2 separate regions of the Zea mays genome follow, and region 2 is linked to region 1. The links are chromatin contacts, called in public Hi-C maps. All regions are on one chromosome and are shown on one strand. Each heading gives the region's core, a stretch centred on a gene start, on an enhancer-like site or on the middle of the called end of the contact. The rest is flanking DNA. Distances are from core to core; before and after follow the strand shown. Region 1 holds the start of LOC103625917 (CSC1-like protein RXW8). Region 2 has its middle 24 kb from the start of LOC100381303.

Region 1 (5,455 bases), core at 2,669-5,168:
ATGACGCCCGTGGCCGGTCTTGGCTGCTGTCAGCCTCACTCTGTCGGGTGGCTCAGCAGTCGGAGCGCCGCAGGCGGCGTTGTCCTCTTGTCAGGCCGGTCAGTAGAGCGACGAAGTGACTGCGGTCACTTCGGCTCTGTCGACTGGAGGGCGTGCGTCAGGATAAAGGTGTCAGGCCACCTTTGCATTAAATGCCCCTGCGATTTGGTCGGTCGGCGTGACGATGTGGCCAAGCTTGCTTCTCGGTGAAGACTGGGCCTCGGGCAAGCCGATAGTGTGCCCGTTGCTGGAGGGGGGGGTCCTCGGGCGAGACGTAGGTTCTCCGGGGTCGGCTTCCCTTGCCCGAGGCTAGGCTCGGGCGAGGCACGATCATGTCCCTTGAATGGACCGATCCTTGGCTTAATCGCACCCATCAAACCTTTGCAGCTTTGTGCTGGTGGGGGTTATCAGCTGAGATTTAGGGGTCTTGAGGGTACCCATAATTATGGTCCCCGACACTAATAGATAAAACATGTGAAATATTTATAATGTGTTTCTATTTTTATTTGTTTCTTTTTTAATTATTCCTTTTTCCTTTTTTCTTGGTATGATTCAATACAGTGGTGTGTGTAAACATAAAAGATAGAGGTGTCTACTCATTATTATAATCGCTAAATAAATTTTAGAGCAAATGCTAATAAAGCGGTCTAACTAATATACTCCCTCCTGTGTACTATTAGTTGTCGTCTTGGAAAAAGGTTTAAGTCAAATTTATAAAATTTTGACTACAAATAATTATTTTATTATTTAGTTTTGAAACCTAATGTTTATATGTACAAATTTGTTAACAAGTACTTTTATATAAATATTAATGTATTAAGAGTTTACTTATATTTAAAAACATCAGTTAAAGTTATATGTTAGAGACAGTGTCGTTATCCTAAACGACAACTAATAGAAAACATATGCAACATGCATGTTTGACTCGGTATCCTATCTCGAACGGGAACACCGGAACAAAAACCATTGCCCTCTCGTGGCTCGCCGCCGCCGCCCGATGCAAGACGTGTGAATAGGAATATTCCTAAAACATCCGATTTATATAACAAATCTAATATTTTAACATATATACATAGAATTTAAAGCTGATTTTTGGCAATGTTATTTAGAATATTATGAAGTACTTAAATAAAGTTTTGTATAATTTTTTATGTGCATTATTTTCTCTCTATAACAACAAGATGAAAAAACATCTGAATCCGTATTCGAATAGACATCCGAATTTTATATCAATTATTTAAAAATATATAAAACTAATTTAAGATTTATTTTTTGTGAAAATTAATAGCATCAATCCTAAAACAAGAATATAAATTTACATAGCAAATTCTATATGTTATTTGTTCGCAATCTAAAAAAAGACAAAAAAAAATTGACATCCAAATAAGCATCTAGATCCATCTTTACGTGTGAAGCCAAGCCGTCAAGGAGGTGAAAAGTCAAAAAGCCAGAAAGGACGAGGAATCGGAGAGTCCATCGATCGAACTGCAAGGCATTATTATGAGAATGGAGTTATGGACACTGATTCTATCTATCTTATATGGAACATGCAGACAAGGGCACTGAAGGAGGAATGAAGATAAACAATTAGGGTCTGTTTGGTTTGATGGCTAATTTACCACACTTTATCTAACTTTTCTATCTAAAGTTAGTTCTTCAATTCGAATGACTAACCTTAAACAAAGTGTGGCACATTTAGCCACGAACCAAACAACCCCTTAATACAGAGTATGGAAAACACCTAGGTTGTAAGACAAGCGTTGCACGATCCGTTGATGTCGCCTCTCCATTATCGTGGTGTTGACACCTTTTCAGGCGCCAAACACTGCGTGAGAACCAGTGGCGGTGCCCTCTGTAGAGGCGTGGACGGTCCGCGGCCAGGGGCCGGACAGTTCGCGACCTAGTACAGGGGCTGGCGTTTCCTGCCTGGCGGCCGGACGGTCCGCGCCTACAGGCTGGACGGTCCACGCTAGGGATGGCAACGGGGAATTCCCCACCGGGGAATAGCTCCCCATCCCCGTCCCCGCGACGAAAAAACTTCCCCGCGGGGATCCCCACGAACGCTTGCGGGGAGCATTTCTTCCCCATCCCCGTTCCCCGCGGGGATAAATCCCCAACGGGGATCCCCATCCCCGTTTAAATTACAATTAAGACATACATACTTTGCTATTAATGTTAAATATTGTCGCTTATACACATTGTCAGATATAAGAAATCATTATGCACACATCAAAATAAACACATTTGTACAATTAGTCGTCTCTTGATAAGGTAATTATTTATTTTTGTCGTTAACTAGTACAAAAAACATAGTCACGTGCAAGTTTAACGGGTCCCCGCGGGGAACGGGGATGGGGAATGCTTCCCCGTCCGCATCCCCGTTTACCCGTTGGGGGATAAAATTTCCCCGTTTATATCCCCGCGGGGGAAGTTTCTTCCCCATCCCCATCCCCTAATGGAGGAATTCCCCGCGGGGAATCGGGGATCGGGTCCCCATTGCCATCTCTAGTCCACGCGTGCGCTGGGGTGGCGAAGGTCACTAGCGGTGCCTGGATCTCGCTCCCGGGAGGGACCTCGTCGGGGAGGAGAGATCCTATGGGTTGTCTAGGCTCGGCAGGCCGACCTAGACTACTATAATCGACGTAGAGTTGAAGAGAAACAAAGAATCTAGGGATTGGAATACTAAACTAGGGCTAAACTAGAACTACTCCTAATGCGTAAGGTAAAAACGAGAAATAGATTTTATTTGATCGATTGTTGTGAGGTTCAATCGGCCGTAGCCCTTCATCTATATAAAGAGGATGTCTGGATCCGCTTTGAACTAATTTCCAAATCAATCCCACGGTTTTAGGTAACAAATCCCGCGAGAAACTAGAAACTCTAACTGACTCTGCGTATGCATGGACCGTCCGGTTCAGGACCGAACTATCCGTGAGGCACTTTTGGTCTCCAACACGTGGCAAGGAGCAAGTAGATTGAAGGCTGTCGTCTATCGATGGGATAGGTGTAGTGGCTTTGGAGATCGATGGTCATTGTTGTGTCAATCATGCTGGGTTTGTGTGCGGGAAGGGGTTGGGCGGACCGGTGGAGGAAGGGGCTACAGGGGACTAGGGGAGTTGGAGAGGGAGCTCGGAGCCTTGGGGCACACAAATCATGCGCAGACTAGGCCAGGTCGGCCCACCGTGTTTCAACCCAAATAGGTTTGGGCTGAGAAAGCCCAAAAAAAATATGAATCGTGTTGTGACAATATAAAAAGTAAAATTAGCGGTCCAACCTAGCTTATCGGGTCATGTCAGACCTTTTATTTGGTCGTATCGGTCAAACCTGACCTATATATTTAAACCATATAAAATATAAATATTATAACCATATATAGCTTTCTAAATTAAAGAACTAAACACCGGGCATTATCGGGTCGACACGGTCCAAGTCCGGCCCATTTGGGACTGTGTCGGAGGTCCGATAGACCAGAATTTGAGGTCCAACACACGACTGCCTTTGAGTTGTGCTAGTTTAGTATATTCATTTCGTGCTAATCTTTGTTTTGAGCTTTTTTTTGGACCGTGCTAGTGTTGGTGCTGGTCATAAAAGTCGGCCCATATTTCGAGCGATGACGCATGGTTGTCCGTGAGAGGGCACATATTTCTGTTTTATTGTTGCTGCTAGATAGACTTGGGTATTATTATTATTATTATTATTATTATTATTATTATTATTATTATTATTATTAAAGTTGTAGATATAGAGGTAGTCAGTTTGAAAACTAAAGTTTTTTATATTTTAAAAGGGTTTTACCAAGCAATGTTTCTCCTTGACTTTTATGGATGTGGTCGGAGAGATGCTTCATGCCGACCAGTCGAACCCTATAGAGCCCCACGCCATGCCATCCTCTCATCTCAAAAAGGAAGAAAATAAAAAGAAAGAGGACAGAAAAAATCGTAGCATCGCAAACGCCTACGCGGCCGCATGCATGCCCCCGACGCGGCCGATTGGGCATTTGGGGCGAACGGTTGTTTCGGCAAGGAAGCCGCGCCTACGCCCGCCCGCGCTCGCGCCTCTCCACCGCCGCCGGCGTGAACCTCAACCAAGCACCGCGCCCGCGCCGGCGACTGTCCATAAGGCCGTGTCCTGCCGTCGCGCACCCCTGCGTCGTACGATCGTCCACGATACCAAGGTATTAATCCAATCCCACATTGTTCTCTGACGACCTCCGTCCGTCAATGCCGGTCCCATCTCGTGCGCGCGTACGTGTTCTCGGCTTCGCCGGGATTGTTTAGGGACGTGCAGAACCGGCTGGGTTTTGACGCGGAGGTGGTGCGTTTGTTGTCCGCCGGTCTGAATTTATGATCCGTTTTCCATTATGATTTCCTGTGCATTTTAGCTGTTGTCAGATATCAAACCAAATCGGAGACGAGGGAATTAATCAACATTCTTTTCATCTGCATTTGAGGTGTTACATTTGCTAAGAATTGGGCATCTGTACCCTTTTTTCATCAAGAAAGAAAAAAAAAGGAAAACAAAATTTGGCTTCAAGTTTGCAATTTTATGTGTTTATTGGTAACCGAAGGGACCTGGGAGAGTGGGAGAGGGGTGTCATCGCTACATGCAGCCTATCTATATATCATAAGCTGCCTTGTCTGATCGTCAGCAACTCAGCATCACACTTGGATTGCGTGATTATATATAATTGGTTGTTGGTTTTGTTACGTAGTCAGGTATCAGCACAGACTGCAGCATCAGACTTATTTGGCTGGAGAAATCAGGGATCATCAGAGTCAAAGGCAACAAGATTCTGCTACCATATCAGTGCAAGCGAATGGCTGACTGTTTAAAGACATGCCTGGATCTTCTATTGTGAATTCGCAGTTCTTTCATGGGTGGATTGTCAGGATCCCAAACTGGTAGAGGTGGGGGATGGAATTCTCTGCTCTTCTGACTTCAGCGGGGATAAACATCGCTGTCTGCGTGCTCTTCTTGTCCCTCTATTCGATCCTCAGGAAGCAGCCTCACAACTTCAGCGTCTACTTTGGGAGGCGGCTTGCTGAAGAGAGGTTCCAGAGGCAGGACGATTACTTCTCGTTTGAGAGGCTACTGCCTACTGCTGGTTGGATTGTAAAGGCGTACTGGTGCACCGAAGAAGAGATTCGACAAGTTGCTGGCTTGGACTCTGTTGTGTTCCTTCGCCTCTTCATTTTCAGGTTTTTCTCATCGATATTAGTGTATTGAGTGCTTGCAACTCTAATGGTTCGAATCACTTGAATGGTAACTCATAAATGCATTGAATGATTTAAATCCATGGTTGTACTTGAGGCATACTCAAATTTGCTGTACAGAAAGCATTTACATAATTTTAATATCACAAATTTATGGTACTAATTGATCAACGATTTCTGCATACTTTCAACTTTTTTTGTCT
Region 2 (5,655 bases), core at 1,263-3,762, 130 kb after region 1:
TGGCCTCCTCAACGGGGAGTAGGTTTGCAAGAACCGAACCTCGGTAAAACAAATCTCCGTGTCTCACTTGCTTATTCGCTTGGGATTTGTTTTGCGCCCTCTCTCTCGGACTCGTTTACATTTCTAACGCTAACCCGGCTTGTAGTTGTGTTTATATTTGTAAATTTCAGTTTCGCCCTATTCACCCCCCCTCTAGGCGACTATCAGAGTCGCCTCTGGAAATTCCCGAAGGTGGCGAGTTTGAGTTTGAGTTTGAGTCCCCCTGGTGCACCGGACATGTCCGGTGGCACACCGGACAGTCCGGTGCGCCAGACCAGGGGTGCCTTCGGTTGCCCCTTTGCTCCTTTGTTGAATCCAAAACTTGGTCTTTTTATTGGCTGAGTGTGAACCTTTTACACCTGTATAATCTATACACTTGGGCAAGCTAGTTAGTCCAATTATTTGTGTTGGGCAATTCAACCACCAAAATTAATTAGGGACTAGGTGTAAGCCTAATTCCCTTTCAGTAGCCGAGAGCGTGACGGGGGAGCAGGATGAATCGCGTGGCGGATGCCGCACCTCACCGACGACGAAGGGCAGCATGTAAGACTAGTAGAGGAGGGAGACGTGGGGGCACGAGTCTGTAAGGAGGGGAAGAGGAGACCGAGCGTCCGGGCGTGGCTCATGCGACTTCCAGTGCACGCGGCGACCTGAGACTAGCGGTGTGTTGGCGATGACGTGGAGTGGGCTGGGGAAATCAGACTCATCGGTGCGGCGCGCGGCATGGAGAAGGTAGATAAAAACAATAATCGAGACTGAGCAGTGGACCCGACGACGTCTGATAGGTCCCAACTATTGGTTAGGAACAAAATCGAGACAAAGCAGTGGGCCTACGGTGTTCGACGGGCCCCACCTATCGATAATGACGGACAAATGAACAGAACAACAGAAGGCTCACAGAGTGGCGAAAATAAGGACAATTTTTATTTTAATTTCTATGACTATATCTGAGCACGACTAGAAACTAAGGGTAGAATGAGCGTTGTTGCAAAACTAAGGTCACAATGTAAAATTCCCTATCACGTACATTGGATGTCATGTGGACGTAATAGTACGGTGGTTCCAGTGCACAGCCTCCCTCTCGCCCCTGCCATATAAGCTCTTAACCTCACTCTCGTCCCTACTGCTCTAGTGTATAGATATAACCTTAGCATATAGGCACATCAGATTTTCTATTTCAGAATTAAGTAATTTACGTGGATTTATTGGATTTATTTCAATGATAAAAAATCACACAACATAATATTCTTTATCGAATTAAAACTTAAAAAGTGCATGATAAATAAAATAAAATTACACGATATAATCGAAGTGCTCGATCTCAACCTCATCTTCATGAGAAATTTGTGATGATCAAAGAGAAATTGGAGATGAAATTTGTTATTCTTTTGCATTTTTTTTGATTTTTTTAACTTCAAACGGTAAAAAACGGCGAGTTACGTAGGCTAGCACACGTGGACCAATCAAAAGTCGCCACGTCGCGCTCTCGTCCGTCACTCTCGCCCTCGCCCGCGCGTGGCCCGCCTCTCGCGTTGCTGTCGTTCTCCTCTCGCCCGGGCGCGCTCCAGCGCCGGTCGCCCGCTCTCGCCAGCGTGAGCGGCGTCGCCGGGGGACGCGCTCTCGCTCTCCTCTCGTTCGGTGCCAGGCGACAGTAGCTCCCTATCGCCCCTACTGCCGCCCGCGTTGGCACCTAAGCAAGCCATGTAGCTTCCTAAGCAACTAAAGACTGGAGAATGTGTTGCTCCTGGGACGTTTAACTGAGTGTTTTACTTCTTGTCAGCAGCTGGGCGGTGATTTTAGTGTACTCAAGTGTTTTGTAGACCTATTCCTGGGAGGCTGGGATCATGTAAGAAATACTTGACACAACAATGTTTTGACTTTATTTGTTGTGTTTCTGATTCCCTAATTTTTGATGCGGAGCTGTTCTTGTTATCTATCCATATTAGCTCTACATTTTGAAATGTTCATACCGGGTTACAGGTTCAGTTGCTGGTCATGGTTCATTGAATTTTTTTTTTAAGATGTGAGTTGATCCACATAGAAGTAAGCCAGAAAGAAAGAAAGGAAGTTCAATGAGGCTGCTGTGCTCAATTTTCGGGAGTTCATCTGAAAATTCTGAAACTCACAAGTGCAACTCGAGGACAGATGAACCAAGCCTGATGTAGAACTGTGTTATCAGCTGCCAAAGTGCCTGCAGGTGTAATTTATGTGGGCGGCAGACCTGCGCAGCCCGGCCAAGATTAGGCGGCGGGTGCAGATTTTGGACGCCCCGATTTGGCCACCTGGGAGCCACAAGAATGAACTGCATCGGCCATAAATTGGGCTTTCAATGGCTTAAATTGGGCTGGGCGACTGCGGGCTCCGGGTTGGAATACATTCCGGGATATGTCTTCATGTCTTGTGGATCTCATACCTGTGGTGACAAGAAATACCATTGCATGCTGAGTAGGCTGTGCTGGGCTTACCGGTTACAGACGAATGGGCTACTTCTTTCCTTCCTCGTATGGCGAAGGCCCATTTTCTTGCAACACTCAGTATGTGTCTGCTGCATGCAAAATTTCAAACGCGTGAGTCCTGGTAATCTGACTACACGTTTCATTCACTGCATTTTATTTTACAATCTTCTTGGACCACCTGAGGAAGCATTGCTTGCTCATATTATTCGGTAGCTCTCTAAGAGTAGTCATCACCTAATTTACCCTCTTTCTGTTTCTTATGACTAGTTCGAGAACTCTATTTTTTCCGAATAATTTCTATTTTTATTTTTATAAGGAGATTACTTTATTTTGTCTTAAAAAATATAAAATTCTTTTTTTTGATAATGGAAACATGAGTTCCGGCTTTAGCATGGTAATGCGTACAGCCAACACAAGACAATTATTACATCCGAGAAACATTGCATAGAAAATGAAACTAACTTAAAGAAGCAAAATCACGAGAATGTAGGTAACTCTAGCCATCCTCAATTCTTGCATTTGAGCGCCATCCATGATTTGCAAAGACTTCCATCGACACCACTTCCAACGCTTGACAGACATCGAGGATTTGTTGATGTGATTCCTCCTTCTGTAGAAGTCTCCAGAATCTGAACCAGTAAGTACCTCTGAAAATGACCTGCAGAATTGATGGTATTGGTTTATGATTAAAAGCAACTTCATTTCGACTAAGCCAAATAGACCAAAATAAAGCTGAGATTCCAGAGAGTAATAATTTTTTGTATCCTGGACTCATATTGCTTCCCCAAGACCCAATAATGTGATTAATGCTAACGGGCCTGTCTATCTTTAAGGCATAGTAAATTAATCTCCATATGTTGCTGGCCATATAGCAGTCAAAAAAGAGATGATGAATAATCTCATTTTGGTTGCAAAAGCTACAAGTCAAGCTGCCTTTCCAGCGTCTTTTGGCTAGGTTATCTTTAGTAAGGATCGCTCCCCGACATAAATTCCACAAAAAAACTTTTATTTTCAAGGGGAGCTTAAGTTTCCAGAGCTTTTTATTCCGTTCGTCGTTGGGATTATTCATCAAACAATGGTACATAGATTGGACTGAAAAAATTCCATTCTTATGACCATCCCAAACAAATTTGTCGCTAGACAGATTCAAAGTAACATTAGATAGCAAGTTTAACATGTTGTGCCATTCCATCAATTTAATCCCCCTAATTATTCGGCGAAAAGATAAATTAAGATTCGTAGCTGAAAAAACGTCTACCACTAATGCTGATTTATTCCGCACTATATTAAATAGATTCGGAAATTGCTCACAAAGAGGCCGACTGGTTAGCCATTTATCCTTCCAAAATCTGATAGTTTGACCATTCCTCGCTTCGAAGCGCCCCCATCTGAGAAATTGATCCTTAGTATTCATTAAACCTGACCAGAAATGAGAATCACCCGGTCTTCTAGATATTTGAGTAAGGGATTTAACGCTTAGGTATTTATTTTTAAGTAATTGTTGCCACATCCCATCCTCATTGAATAATTTGAAGAGCCATTTGCTGAGTAAGCTGGTGTTTTTAAGAGCCAGATTAGAGACACCTAAACCACCTATCGCTTTGGGTTGACAAACAACATTCCATCTAGCAAGTCTATACTTTCTTTTACTGCCTCCTCCCTGCCAGAAGAATCTGGAACGGATCGCATCCAATTTCTTCAAGACGCCTGCCGGAATCTCAAAAAAAGACAACATAAATAAAGGAAGACTACTCAACACAGAATTGAGTAAGACCAGTCGACCACCTGACGATAGAAATTTGGCCTTCCAAGTACTAAGTCTCCTTTCAAACCGGTCAATCACACCTTGCCAGTCACTATTTCTCAATCTTCTATGAGTCATAGGAATCCCGAGATATTTGAAAGGCATTGTCCCAATTCCACACCCGAATAAGTGAGAGTATTGCACTTCATATTCCTTCGCCAACCCATAGCAGAATAACTCACTTTTATGAAAATTTATTTTTAGTCCTGACATTTGCTCAAAAAGTGTCAAAAGAAGTTTGACGTTCCGAGCATGCCCCAGATTATGGTCTAGGAAAACCACTGTATCATCAGCATACTGAAGGATAGACAATCCCTCCGGAATCAAATGCGGGACAATTCCTTTGAACAGATTCACCTCTTTCGCCTAGGTGCATCGATCTGTAGGTGAACTTTGTATAATATAGTTTGGCCTACCTATTAGTCGTGGCATCATTTTTGATGGAAAAAAAGCGCCATAATTGTTTACGAAAGAAAAGTGCCAATGTTACTCGTGGCATCACTTCCACAAATGCTTTGTCTTCATAATGTATTTTCTTCTACAGTACACGTTATCTTTCGGAACCAATATCCTTCAGCCAACCAAAAAATGCTACTTCCTTCCCGGTCTTTTCACCACGTTATGTCTACACCACTAACGCCACCACCTCTTATGGATTCTTGTGTTTGTTCCACTTGTACTATGGATCGTTGATTGATCTATTAATTGTCCGCTTCTCAAGGGTGACCTGTCTGTCATTCTTCTCGAGCTAGCTGCTGCTGGGCATGCCTGGGTGTGTAGTGTAGGTGTAGGTGTAGGTGCGTGGGATCCAGCAAGAGATCATCTTCAGAAAACTATCAGTTGTGTCCTGACGCTTGTGGTGCCCACTGCTTTTCAGCTTTTATTAAGCGTGCCTTTTTTATCCTATGAACTTTTGAAGCAAATGTTGATTGCCATCCCGCAGCTAACCATGCACACGTGTTCTACAAATAAAATAAACCCCTAACATTCAACACGTAATCCGTTGTCACCTTAAAAGACCCCACCCCCACCCCCACCCCCCGTAGTTATTATATTGCCACGTGTCATAATGAATTGTGCTCGTGCACATACATACTTCTGTAAGCATAAATACTACGTACGTGCTTACTTCTTTCGCGTGAACACGTGTTCACGTGTCATAATGAATTGTGCTCATGCGATGAATGATTGTTCCATCACATCTCGAAAATCCAGCGGACCAGAGTTCGATACTGATGCATGCCGAGACTGTGCTGCCATCTTGATTCTTGAATCGCCATTCGCCAGCGTTTGGATGATTCGATCTAGCCTCAAGACTCGAGAGAGAGAGAGAAAACTTTGCTGATGTTGAATTAA

What was found. Hi-C and Micro-C count contacts between places; a contact is called where the count stands out from the background.
Region 2: a contact with region 1 is called in a Hi-C map of ear, with 3 times the contacts expected there. The contact joins the enhancer-like site here to the promoter of LOC103625917 in region 1. A contact is called at or near these places in 2 of 25 Hi-C or Micro-C datasets (ear and tassel).

Annotation. Positions count from the first base shown.
Region 1 is chr5:9,895,891-9,901,345 of Zm-B73-REFERENCE-NAM-5.0, forward strand. It overlaps LOC103625917 (CSC1-like protein RXW8), which reads left to right and starts at 3,919. Exons shown (of 11, transcript XM_008646320.3): 1 at 3,919-4,213; 2 at 4,755-5,237. The coding sequence starts at 4,954.
Region 2 is chr5:10,023,424-10,029,078 of Zm-B73-REFERENCE-NAM-5.0, forward strand. No RefSeq gene overlaps it. Among protein-coding and RNA genes, the nearest start is that of LOC100381303, 24 kb to the left of the region's middle. Within about 2 kb of position 2,513, at least 20 of the 20 cell types and tissues checked have an H3K27ac peak or open chromatin away from gene starts, as enhancers often do. A contact at or near this core is called in ear and tassel, where this site is marked.